Linked DNA regions of Mus musculus: region 1 is linked to region 2. Evidence: chromatin contacts called from public Hi-C data. All regions are on one chromosome and are shown on one strand. Each heading gives the region's core, a stretch centred on a gene start, on an enhancer-like site or on the middle of the called end of the contact. The rest is flanking DNA. Distances are from core to core; before and after follow the strand shown.

What was found. A called contact is a pair of places that touch in the nucleus more often than the background predicts.
Region 1: a contact with region 2 is called in a Hi-C map of erythroblasts, with 3 times the contacts expected there. The contact joins the promoter of Nipal3 here to the enhancer-like site in region 2. A contact is called at or near these places in 2 of 39 promoter capture datasets (pre-B cells and stem cell-derived epiblast-like cells), 1 of 484 Hi-C or Micro-C datasets (erythroblasts), 3 of 115 datasets of contacts at active chromatin or transcription factors (effector CD8 T cells, memory CD8 T cells and pancreatic cancer cells) and 1 of 9 other capture datasets (liver).

Annotation. Positions count from the first base shown.
Region 1 is chr4:135,493,282-135,495,981 of GRCm38.p6, forward strand. Nipal3 (NIPA-like domain containing 3) reads right to left here and starts at 1,297. Exons shown (of 12, transcript NM_028995.4): 1 at 1,149-1,297. It also overlaps a transcript of Stpg1 not described here.
Region 2 is chr4:135,237,976-135,240,675 of GRCm38.p6, forward strand. It overlaps Clic4 (chloride intracellular channel 4 (mitochondrial)), which reads right to left. Exons shown (of 6, transcript NM_013885.2): 2 at 887-996. Among named protein-coding and RNA genes, the nearest start is that of Clic4, 33 kb to the right of the region's middle. Within about 2 kb of position 1,331, at least 57 of the 459 cell types and tissues checked have an H3K27ac peak or open chromatin away from gene starts, as enhancers often do. A contact at or near this core is called in erythroblasts, liver and memory CD8 T cells, where this site is marked.

The DNA of each region.
Region 1 (2,700 bases), core at 47-2,546, 260 kb after region 2:
GAAACCTAGCTCAGAGCCTGGCAAGGTAACTTGCATAGATGCCCACTCGACCAAATGTAATGCCCATGATACACTGTGGTTTAAAAAAAGAATGCCTTACTCAGAACCCATGGCCACAAACAGATATACCCAGCCCCACCCACAGGATGTCAGAAAATGCAAACAGGCCTTGGGAACCAGCTAGGGAGGACAGCAGGTTGTCTCCCCCCACCGCACCCCTCTGTGTGTGTGTGTGTGTGTGTGTGTGTTGAGTCACTGGCTTTTAAACAGTAGCTTCAACTCCCCTCTCTACCCAGGGAACCCCCAGAGCTCTGAATACCCAAAGACAGAGGGAGGAAGATTCTCCTTGAACTGCCGTGTAGCATCACCCCAAAGCCTCCGTGGACTCTGTAAGTTGCATTCCCTTATAAGGCTCACACTTTGGCCTGGTGATGGTTTATTGTTGGTCCAAGGCTGACATATGTCCAAGAGGCACACAGCCAAGCCAGTGTTGACAATCACAGTCACAGTTTATGGTCACTGACCCAAGAGAATTCACAAAGTGCTTGCTTCCACTCGAATCCCCCGGCCTCATCTAAATGAATAACTCCGTTAACCCCACCGAGCAAGTCTTCCAGCGAGCATAACAGCCTCGCGGCCATGAAATTGGCTGTAACTAAAAACAAGGGTGTGTGTGTGTGTCCGCGCGCGCCCCCCCGCGTGCGTGCATGGAGGTCTTGTCACCACCTGACGATTCAGTTTGACCAAAGAACGTCGGTTTCATGCCAAGCTTTTCTTTCCCGGGGCTTTTGAGCACTGAGGGGTGACATTCTCGGAGAGACACACCTCTGTTTCAGTACCAAGCACAGAGCTCCCTCCATCCACCTGCCAGTCGCACCGGCTATTTCCTGCACGCTGGAGCCGGCAGTACTGGCCTTCCACTTCCTCATCTGGTAACGCCCAGCATCTCCTTCATTAAGGCAAACCCGTGCCCACCCTCCTTGAAAATATGGAAGAGACAAAAAAAAAAAAAAAAAAAAAAAATCGGAGGCAACAGAACCCAAACTGACAAGGCTGGCAACAACAAGGGAGACTATATTTATACTAGGGGATCAAAACAGCAAGCCTGATTTCAAGTACCCCTTCCCTCAGTCATGACCGTGACTCACCCGGGACGTTCCTTCTAGATCCACCTATCCCAGGTTCCGGAGAAGCGACTCGGACACTCCGTGCCACCCCTAGGTACAGCCTCTTGGATCCCTTCCCAGCTCCGAGTTTCCAAGGGGCTGCAGTGTTTTGCTTTCAAAGGTGGAGACTTGATTTGTTACACTGCCTGCCAGTCCCAAGCTGGCGAAGCCTCTGCGCAGGCGAGTGGTTGTCGGGAGGGGATGGGCGGGACATCCTGAAATAATTGGCTGCGTCGCCAAGCTCGCTTGAAGCGTAGGGGCGACCTGACACTCACCTGGAGGAGTCCCCTCTAGCGGCCAAAGGAAGAAGTCCGGGCTGCTTTGGTCCCCAAGTTATGGCTGCTCACCTCCACCTGCCGGACAAGTAGGCTGGGCTTAAGCAGCCCGCCTGGTGTCCCCCCGCAGTCTGCGCTAACTGCCACCGACCGTCCCGGGCGGCGCCCCTGCTGCTTCCATCAGGTAGCTCCAGTATCGAAACCCAGCAGAGCCCTGACACGTCTCGGGGACCGTGCGTACCCCTTCTTTCCTGCGCCTGCGTCCCACCTGTTGGCTGTATTGCGTCCTTAATTTCCCGGTACGCCTGCAGCTCAGCAGCCCCGGTAGGCTGTCAATCATCCTAGTAGTCCCGTCCCCCCCCCCGCACCCCTCCCCCGCCCGCTGCTGTTTCCCAGGGGTTCGGCTGTGAGCATGAACCTGCGCGTGGAGCTTCCAGCGCGCTCATTTTTCAGCACGCGCCGTTCAGTCCAGAGCCGCACAGCAACCTCTGGGGGAGATGTTGAGATCACACAGGTTTTACGAGGAAATGACATTGGGGAGACCTCAGCGATGGAAACGCGGTAGAACTGGGAGGGAGAGTTTAAGAGAGGATGGAGCTGCCATATTGTATTATGGGAGATGCCCAAAGACCAACTGGGTCGGTGCGAGATTTTTTTTTTTTTTCTTGAGGCGTGGGTGGCAGGAGATGTGATCTGAGGAACAAGCGGGAGACAGTTTCTAACAGGGGACTATCCCATAATTTTAAAGAAGACGCTGGTGGGTTTAAGCCGGGCTGTGGCTAGGCACTGTGGCTGCGGTGAAACGGGTAAGGGGCTCTTGGAATACTGCACGGTTGCCCTTGGGGAATTATGTCATCGACCTTTCTGCTCTCACACTCAGGGTGTGGATGGATGGGTAGGAACACTTGGGTTTATTCCTTCGATGAGTCACAAAAACAACAAACCAAACAAACCCAACAACCAAACAAAACCGAAACAATCAAACAAACAAACAAACAAGAAAAGGGAACTGAACCCCAGAAACAAAAACCCTAATAGTTAGTTCCCTGCCTAACAGGTTCTCCTTAGCATTGTCAATCCGAACCCCAAAATTCTGGTAGCTTTTTTTGTTGGTTTTTGAAACGTCTCCAACGATTGGTCAACAGCTTTTCACATTAAAGACACAGAGGACACCCCTGGCTAGTTAGCCAGTTGCCTGCCGCCGGACTCTGGAATGTTAGGCCAGTGGTTGCCATAGCGACCGGGCGGGAGGGATAGAT
Region 2 (2,700 bases), core at 81-2,580:
TAAACCTGGTCCTCTGGAAGTCCAACTCTCCAGCCCGGGACAGGCTCTCGTTCTGAACCCGGAGCTCCACGGTTTAGCCAGGCTGACTGGCTAGAGAGCTCCTGCTCTCTGTCTTTGGGGACGATGGGAACAGAAGTGTTCTTCAAAAATATGGGGGTGGGGGGGAGGACCGGGGGACAAGTTCCTGAGGGAATGAGGGGCATCCTACTTATCAGAACTCTTCTTGGCCTCCCTTAATCTGGCCTCTAGAGAGAAACCTAGACACACATCTTCAACTAGCAAGACTGCTCTTATTTTATACCAGAAGTGCTGTAATATCACAGAAAATATACTATTACCTAAAAACTAGGCTAAATGAAACAGACCACATTATTCAGCTCTCTAAAACTCCTATTCTTGCCTTCCCTACCTCAAACTGCAATTGGACCCCATGTGTGTGCTAGCTGGGAGGGGGCTCTAATCCTAAGCTGTGCCACCCCCTCAAAGCCCCCACAGAGATCCAGATGCTACCATTCACAATTAGCAGACTTTGTCAGCCAGAAGGCAGAGCTCTTGGTGGCTTGTGTTTACGCTGAGAAACTCAAGGGTTTCACTGCTTGTACACTAAACCTTGGCCTTCAGGGCTCCTCAGAGGTTTAAGGTAACCAGGTTCCAAGGGAGATTCACCCACATGCAGCCACGGGTAGCAAACACACCAAGAGAAAAACTAGGACTCGGGGTGACACTGTAAATCGACCCGAATGTTTATACAAGTTAAATCTTAAACAGAAAACCTGAGTAACTTCTGTGTCCTTCATGTGCAATCAAAGCAGAGGGCAGGAAAGGATCCATGCTGATGGTAAACTGCACACTCGAGAGCCGACTTCACAGCACAGGCAAGCCTTACCTTTTCAGGTCAACGGTTGTGACACTGAACACGACTCCTTTGAGCCAAAGGATCATGAAGAGCCTCTGTGAAAAGGGGCAGTTTCCAATGCTTTCACCATCACTTCCGGCCTGGAGGCAGAGCAAACATTAAAGACAAGGTCAAAACGATGACACGCAAGCAGCAGAGCTGCCGATGAATTCCAACCAGAATATTAGGAGCGACAAGGAGGGGGCACATGCAGGGTGTAGTGATAATGGGCTTTCCTGTGCCTCTCTACTGCAACTTTCCAATGTGGCAGCCAGCAGCAACAGCTGGCTAATGACTACTTAAAACGGGGATGTACCAGTGTGGTGAAAATTTCATTTTACTTATCTTGAAAAGCCACACTTGGCTAAGAGATGTGTGATGGTCTGATGAAGATGCCCCCCTGTTGTTTCTGTCATTTGAACACTTGAAAACAGCTTGTGGCGCTGTTTGGAAATGATTAGGAGGGGTGGCCTTGGTGGAGGAAGTATGTCACTGGGGGTAGGCTATAAGCCATGGTTTATTTATAGTTTGAGATGTGAGCTCTCTCTCAATGGCTGCTCCAGCAGCCAAGCCTGGTGCCCACTGTCACATTTCCCCACTGTGGTAGTGATAACTCCTATTCCTCTAGAGCCCTTAAAGGGCTTATTTACCGGTCCTTCTAGGAGTTGCCGTGGTCATGGTTTTTATCACAGCAATAGAAAATTAACTAAAGGCTGCTATGTTGAGAAGCGCATCATACCCAAGGACACATACACTGAGTAGCCCTGGCTGTCCTGGAACTTGCTCTGTTGACCAAGCTGGCCTCCAATTAAGTCCTTGGTGTAGGTTCCGTCAGACTGCCTTGTTTGTCCAAGTGTTGAGATTAAAGGTATGCACCACCACTGCCTGGAAACAGCATTTTTTATAAGGCAACATGAAACAAGGAAATGTATAATGTCTGTCTTCAAAGAGTTAAATAATTGCCGATCACCATAATCAAAGGTGGTAGAGTCTGGTGGTGGTGGCACATGCCTTTAATCCCAGCTCTTGGGAGGCAGAGGCAGGCGGATTTCTGAGTTCGAGGCCAGCCTGGTCTACAGTGAGTTCCAGGACAGCGGGGGCTACAAAGAGAAATCTTGTCTGAAAAAAAAAAAAAAAAAAAACCAAAAACAAAACCCTACACCCATGTTATTTCATGGAGCAAGAAAATAACCAGACACTTGTATAAGCATTTTTGAAATCCTGTTTAAATGAAGCAGTTTACTGCCCTGAGCACAATGATGGACGAGCAGCCTTCTGAAGTTCAAGCCAGACAAATCTTTAATTTTATCAAACATGCCCCAAGATTCAAAGGGAGATGGGGAGACAGGTGTGGTGTCACACACCTGCAATCCCGGCACTTGAGAGGCAGAGGCAGGAGGATCAGGAGTTCAAAGTCGTCTTTTACTACAGAGCAGGTTGGAGGCCAGCCTGAGCCATCCCACCCTGTCTTAGGAGAAAGACACTCCAGCTCATCTTCATTCTGATCACTTCAGCCAGTCCTCCACAGAGGTGGCCATTCACAATGGCAGCCAAGAGCGCTGCTTTCTCAGCCTGGTTCATCTGCATCTTTGGGGGTTTGGTCTTACCACAGCAAAAAGGGAAACAGGAAATATGGAAGTCCCCTGCTTGTTTACTTACACACACACACACACACACACACACACACACACACGGCAAACACAGCCATATGAGTGTCTATGAGCAGAAGGCGATTTGCATTACCACTCCCTGTGCAACATTTGGGTGGAAAAAGCATCTAAAACAGTAATATGTTTTAAATAAAT